2 separate regions of the Gasterosteus aculeatus genome follow, and region 1 is linked to region 2. Evidence: chromatin contacts called from public Hi-C data. All regions are on one chromosome and are shown on one strand. Each heading gives the region's core, a stretch centred on a gene start, on an enhancer-like site or on the middle of the called end of the contact. The rest is flanking DNA. Distances are from core to core; before and after follow the strand shown. Region 1 holds the start of LOC144383498. Region 2 holds the start of LOC120826760.

What was found. A called contact is a pair of places that touch in the nucleus more often than the background predicts.
Region 1: a Hi-C map of skeletal muscle shows a contact between it and region 2, with 3 times the contacts expected there. The contact joins the promoter of LOC144383498 here to the promoter of LOC120826760 in region 2. A contact is called at or near these places in 2 of 6 Hi-C or Micro-C datasets (skeletal muscle and tail fin).

What each region holds. Positions count from the first base shown.
Region 1 is chr10:18,585,878-18,589,677 of fGasAcu3.hap1.1, forward strand. It overlaps LOC144383498, which reads right to left and starts at 1,298. Exons shown (of 2, transcript XM_078081089.1): 1 at 1-1,298. dnai2b (dynein, axonemal, intermediate chain 2b) reads right to left here. Exons shown (of 12, transcript XM_040189298.2): 9 at 2,757-2,980; 10 at 2,436-2,571; 11 at 1,836-1,982; 12 at 1,313-1,759. The coding sequence ends at 1,526.
Region 2 is chr10:18,442,049-18,445,692 of fGasAcu3.hap1.1, forward strand. It overlaps LOC120826760, which reads right to left and starts at 2,223. Exons shown (of 7, transcript XM_040189303.2): 1 at 1,425-2,223. The coding sequence starts at 1,602.

The DNA of each region.
Region 1 (3,800 bases), core at 48-2,547, 140 kb after region 2:
TCTAAACATTTCCTTATTAAACGTTCACTTCATCTCGGTGGTTCGGTTTCTATAGGTGGTAAAAACATAGAAATTGAACCCAAACCATTAAAAAAATAATTTGAGTTTATGTCCTCAGTCCTTCTTGCCATCTGTGAAAGATGATATACATACAGCCTTTCAGAGGGGTGACAGATATGTATATAACTTTACTCAGAAATGATTTGACTTATAAGTCATTTACTTCGAGTACTGATTATTGATTTGATTATTCATATGTACTCTCAAGGCCGTAGGTTTGGTCTCAGCATTTGTACACAAGCTCTCTGGTGTGTAATTTGAACAGGGTTTAACCCAAGTTTTTCTACTATTGCCTATGCCGTCTCAAAAAACTCTTCACTTACTCATCACTTATTTTTTGCTTTTGAATCAGCATCCTGCATACCTCCAACCACTTCTGATTGCTTTGCTTTTGCAGTATCTTGCAGGCCATTTTATTTGTATAGCACATTTCAACAGCAAAGCAATTCAAAATGCTCCGATAACCTCAGAGGCCACCATCAGTCCAAGAAGGTTCTGCCCTTCAGGATGCATTCAGGAGACCATTGGTTCTGGGACCAGAGTCTGAAACTGTCAAAGCCATTTTGTCGAATCTAGTCAATATAGCCTCATACTGACTAAAAACTGGGTCAACAGTTTGGCCACACACTGTCCACCTAGTTGGACAAAGAGGTTTCACACTTTTAGGATGTCCCTCACCTATTGCATGTCCACTCAGTACCCCTTTAAATTTGCCTGATCAGTTACTGAGAGTTCCAAGATCACGTACCCACTGCAATGCGTTGCATACTAAGGGAGAGGCACTGCATGCACACTGTGTTATGAGATTCACACAATGTGCACCACAGTGCACTTACAAGGTTAGCGGTTGTTCTTTTTTCAAAACTGCTTGTGCCCGTTGAGCTTTCTTGCCATATTGGCTGCTCCATCATAAGTTTGACCACACAACCTTGATATTGGTAAATTTAATCTCATCGCACATGAACTACCTTGCCATCTGTTCCCCGGTTGTCGCTATTGTAGAGTCCCACAAATACCTCATGTGGGACAAGGTCTTTATCCAAATACCATAGGCATATGGAGACTTGATCTTTACCCTGCAACATCTTGAGTGCCATCCATCATGGCGGAAAATTTCCCTCACAGCTGTGTTGCCAAACATGGTAAGATACTCATTTTGGCATTGCAGGGGCTTCTTTAAATATTCATTTAAGTACTTTATATGAATGATTAAAGGCTTCACATTGTTTGTCTATTATATAAAACAATAAGAAGATTTTACAATTAATTTATTAAAACCTTAAATAAGAGTTAAACATAATGAACGTGTGTTTTACTCATTGCTTTGTTCCAGTATTTGAACTTCCTTTCTCTTCACATCTCCTAAAACATAAACTGGGAAATTCTTTCTAATTTGTTATGAAAAAACAACCCGAACCAGATTGGATCTGCTGAGTTAATTCACCAAAGAATCTTACAGCGGTCCTCAGAGCTCTGAAGAGAGGTCCTGGTCCTCCCTCTCCTTCCCCTTCTTTTCTGTCTCTGTGAGGACGTAGAAGTCTTCCTCGGCTCTGGCTATCAGCTGAAGTGGACTCTGGTCTATGTCCTCTCGTCCCCCGTCCTCGGACCGGCTCTGCTCTGAACGACTCCTCTCCTTCAGACGGATCTCTCTCTGCCGGGCCTCCAGGATCTTCTCTCGCTTGGTCTCGCGCTCAAACATCTGTTTCCATGGAAACAGGGTTATAACGTTGAGTTACTGATGATTGAGCTAACGCTGATGTTCAAAGTTTCCTCACAGCAGCCAACAGACTCTTCTCGTTCTTCTGGAGGGTTGACAGTCCAGAGGAGATCTCCAGTAGTGTGGCTTCGCCCTGCTGAGAACCGCACGCCACCAACCGGCCGTTGTCCTGGAGACGGAGGCTGTACAGAGCCTCGTCACACACCTGAGGATCATCAGGGCAACAGCAGGGACATTATATCACAACTGTGAGCTGAGGTACAGAGTTAACTAATGAGAGGACTAACAGTCGAACAATGAATACTTAGGCAGCATGTAAATCAGAGACCTCTTGATGCTCTGCAAATGGTAAATGGACAGTACCAGCATCGAGAGGGTAATTAGACCCCACAAAGCTCTTTCACACCACATGTCATCAGTAACTATTCACACATTAAAGTCGTGGCTATGACAGCAAAAGTAAACAGGGATCAACCCACATATGATTGAAGAATGACCCCTTTGTGAGAGTCTGTTAACTTACTTTTTTACCCCTCTGAAGGTGTGTTTCTGTGTTTTCCCTGTACTGAGGTGTCAAAGGTCAGAGGATGTGGTATGTGTCCAGACTAGGTGGTACGTTGGCTTAAAGGTAGATTATGGACAGGTGAGCTGCATGTACCTTCAGACTCAGCGTGGGGTCATTCTGTTTGAACAAAATGTCCCACATGTCCAACACGCCGTCCATCTTTACGGTGAAGAAGACCGAGGGCCGGACAGGACTCCAGCAGGCATCCATCAGATAGGACATCTGATACCTGAGAGGGGTTAAAGTCTAGCTTGAGTTAGTGAGCAGAATGTCCACCTGGAGTCTAAAGGGTCAAGAATAAGACGGCCGGATGAGACCAGGACAAAATGTCAGTAAGATAATAGGTAATAAAAATAAATAATAGAAGACAGAGACAACAGATGGGAAAGATCACAGGGAAATGTGGTGTCCTACTTTGTCCACATGATGGATGACTCCTTGATGTCCTCGGACCAGATGCGGGCGGTCCAGTCCCCCACAGTGAGGAAGTTTTTGGGGAAGAAAGGGTTCCTTTGCAGAGCATAGACGGGTCCCTGGTGTCCATCATAGGTACAAACCACCTTCTCTGTGGGAGTCTTTGCCTTCCGGTTACAGGACACAACCAGGCCCTGTTCTGTCCCCACCATGAATTTAGTAGGCTGCCGAGACATGGAGGACATAGACACACTTTGAGACACACTCAGAGACATGGAGAACAGTGTGATGGAAGATTTTGCACAGACAATCTGTAAATAAGAGTAAAGTCTCTGAATCAAATATGTCTTTCTCCGTTTATGTCCTTGCAAAGTGCTCAGTGGACTGCCAAGAACATCTTTTTTTTTTTTACATCTGATCAGTGCGAGACACTTCGGCTCAATTCTTTCCCATGGCCACACCATCCCAGCACTTGCAATTTCCAAACTGTTCGTAGAATGAAACATTTGAAGGGTTACACACATTTTTGTCATTACAACAGACACACACTGAGATATGGGCGAAAGAGACATACTCTGAGACACGGAGGAGATAAATACAAGAAAGACAGGATAGACATCAACATATAAAGAGGGTTGCAAAACACAGTGGATAAAATCACTTTGGATAAAAGCAGCAGCTAAAATGACATGTAATGTAACATACATCTGTGAACAGACGTTCTCTCTGTTAACATAGAGTTTTCATTTGTCAATAACCCCCAAAACTAATACATTCAGTCAATTAACGTTATTTGATGTGTTAACAATCCCAATCATGTATTTGTGTAATAAACTGGAAACATCCACTATTTCTCTTCTTATCTCTCCCTTCATAGAGGACAATGAACAATGAGGACAATGGACAAAGGACAATGAGTTATGTTTCCTGATTCCTGATGAAGGGGATCAGCACCCTAAGAACCAATTTGAGGCTCGCTGAGAGAATGACCTGCCAACCTTTTTATCCATCCATCCATCTTCAAACCGCTTATTCTGCCCACAG
Region 2 (3,644 bases), core at 973-3,472:
ACCATTGTATCCTGTTGCAGAGACTAGAACATTTGATTGGTATCAAAGGAACTGCACTCAGCTGGTTTAAATCCTACTTATCGGACCGATCCCAGTTTGTGCTTGTAAACAGTGAATCCTCAAAGACCACCAATGTCGGTCACGGAGTCCCACAAGGTTCTGTACTTGGACCGATTTTATTTACCCTCTATATGATATAAGTTTTTTGTGTTATCATTCATATTCTCTGAAAAATGGAAATCATTCATTCTGCCGGGTATATAAACTTATAAACACAACTGTAGCTGGGTTCATGTTGGACTGTTGAAGATTGGTTTCATTTAGCTGCCGTTCACTGCTAGCTCTTTATAAACACAGCTGTGCTCATTTTGGCTCCTCGGCTCCTTTGGCAGGAGCTGGTTGCTAACAGGTTCTGTGTGTATGTCAATTCCCTAGACTGCATCCTTAAGGACGCATCAGTCGACGGCGTACGTCACTTCTGCTGCGACTCGGCTGTACCGTTCCGTCGGCTCCTCCGGACGTGGTCGAGGGACGCCGCCCTCTAGGAGCCGATTTGGAGGACACATCTGATCTATCTTTTGCGGCAGAGCACATCCCAGCATGCAGTGCGGTCCGACGATGATTTAATTTATTCAGGACGGACACGGTGATCCGACAGCAGTTCACTTCTCCTTTTGTTGTGATTATAAACTAACTTTACATTGTGGTTTATTTTATGGAGCAGCATCATGATGGTGACATTCAGCTGTTGTAGCTTGGACATATTCAGTAATATCCGATAAAGTTACCGATAAAATAGCTCGTATCATATGTAAGAAAAAGTCCTTGCATACAAGTTAATAAATGGGTTTGCTGTTGTGGTTTTTATTGACCGTTTTGATGGAATCGCCTTGCCTTAAGATTGCATTAAAACATTACATTTGAATTTAAAATGACCGGGAAAGCCTTAAATGCATTAGAATACTGAGGAGAAGCATATCTTACTAAATTAAATGAATAAAGAATATTAACATCTCTATAGTTGTATCGGGTTTTAAGGCTTTTGTTGTCAAGCGCAGCAGGTTGCTAGGCAACGGGAGCGGTGGAGGACAGACCGTCCCATTCCAGAGACCGCTCGGTTCAGCCTATGCGGTTGTTGGAGGACCAGTCCAGGTCTACCGCCAATGCTGTGTCCCCACTGAGTTGAGACACAGCGACAGTATGGGTGGTTTAACGGCCTCTCTGTGTTGGTGGTTTAGCTAGCTGCTAACGGGCTCTGTTGTGTGGACGAACCAGCTAGCTGCTAACGGGCTCTGTTGTGTGGACGAACCAGCTAGCTGCTAACGGGCTCTTTTGTGTGGACGACCTAGCTAGCTGCTAACGGGTTCTGTATAGATGGTTTAGCAAGTGTCACGTTAGCTTCTTAGCATGAGGAATCAACCCACCTGACTGCACGTGGAGCTTCATTTGAGTTGCGGAAGCCGCGCGAAGCAGCTCTCTGTGCCGACAGTCCATCTCCTCCTCATACTCGGTTATCGTCCTCTCAAAGTGTCCCAAAATGTCTTCGACAGCCGCAGTTAGCCGTTGGTTGATGAAAGCCTTCAGACCGCGGAGTCTGGACATCTTTGTCAAAGGGCAGAGAAGAAGAGACGAACTATGTTTTCAGACGGTCGCTGGACTTCAGCTCGCTGCGTCACCGAACCATAAAGAACAACACGAACATCCGGGTCACCGCTGGGAAATGATGACAGGCCTTAACGTTTTATCCAATCAATGCTCTTCATTTACCCCGTCACTTATAGTACTTAAGTACACACTTGAAGTATTTGTATTTGAGATTATTTTCTTTCCTTGTACTTTTTTCCACTTATAAATATATGAATGTTAATAATAAATGTATTGTAGCGATTGATTGACAACGTGAGCCCTTCACTGACCTTCTAACTTCAGTACATGTGAAACCTCACTTACAGAACATGCCAGCCCGTTGCAGTATTACTAACAAATTAAATTGGTGAAAAGTTTTTATACATCAGTAATGTTGCGATTGTTAATCATGTTTATATATCAGGAGTTAGAAGACTGCACTGTGACTCCTACAGTACTGCATGTGCAGCTTTCCCCGTACAGGAGATTGTTCTATGTTCACATTTCGTTTGTTTTCTTTGTGCTATGCAGTGCTGTATTTTCCTTTCTGTATTGCAATGACGTGGTCTGTCAACAAATTACAGTACAAACGGTAAAAGCGTAAATGTGAATCTTGTCAGTCTCTTGCAATCAATCTCCCACAATTTACAATAAATGTCATCAAAACCTTTGCCATAATTTAGATTCAGAACCTCCAGAGTACACTGTTCTACACTTTACATGTCATTTAGCTGACGCTTTTATCCAAAGCGACTTACAATAAGTGCATTTCAACCATCGAGTCTCTGAAGTGGGAAATGTTAAGAAATAATCTTTGTATATTCTAACATATATTAATTCGTTATAATCACCTCTATGTAATTGTATAAGTAGGGATGTAGCTGTAGATATATCGAGGTAGATAATGATTTACAGTTGGACAGAGGAAAGCCAGAAGACGGCCCACAGGAAGTTAGGTAACCTGTTTTTAAATAAGACGCGTGAATAAACGGCTCTAAACCGCCGAGAAAGCTCAGTTCAGCCTGAGCGGTTGTTGGGGGACCAGGTAGACCAGAAAGCTGTCGAAGGCTGCAGGCTTCAAGGATGCAGCCTAGCGACTTTGACAATAGAGCAAAAACATCAGGATGATGGTTACGCAGTTGAGATAAAGGAGGAGTGGTCCACTCCGTCGAATGGTCAAAGAAATGTGTAAACTAAGGTTCTGTAATCTCGCCTCTTCCTGACGAGGGAGAGTGTGTAGCTCCAATAGATCTCCGTGAATGGAGGGATCTGAACCCCCAGTGTGGTCTGTTACTGGGTGTTACTGAAAGTGGCTGGTGTGTGAGGGAGTGTGCCTCACCACGAGTGAGATAAATAAGGTCAACGAGTTAGAGAATAGTATTTATAATACCATAAACATAAGCATTCGCATGAATACAGCAGACTTTGCATGTCAGCAAACAGCCTAAAGGCGACTGTGGGTGGGGAGGTCGTCCTCCAATCAGAGGGTTGGCGGTTCGATCCCAGGCCCGGCTGACCCGCATGACCATGTGTCCTTCGGCAAGACACTTAACCCACATTGCTCCTGTAGCTGTACTGCAGGGTGTGAATGTTAGTTACTGATGGGCAGGTGTGTGTGTGTGTGTGTGTGTGTGTGTGTGTGTGTGTGTGTGTGTGTGTGTGTGTGTGTGTGTGTGTGGTAGCTCCTGTCATCAGCGTGTGAACGTGTGAATGATGTCATGAAGCGTTAAAGCACTTTGTGTGGTCAGAAGACTAGAAAAACGCTATTCAAGTACAGTCCATTTACCATTTACAGACTTGCGAGTATTAAGAATATTAGTACCTCTTCTCCTGTCTTCATTTAACACTTTGGTCAGCTGGTTTATTGGAGGAGATTAGTGTGATGTCATAGTCTGGTCATGTGACAACTAAGCCAGACTAAGAGGATCATTGTTTCTCTCCAGTCTCTGGGTTGTTATGGTTAATTCTCAAAGAAGAATAAGAAGAGAGAGCAAGTGTGTCTTTGGATGAACAACTGA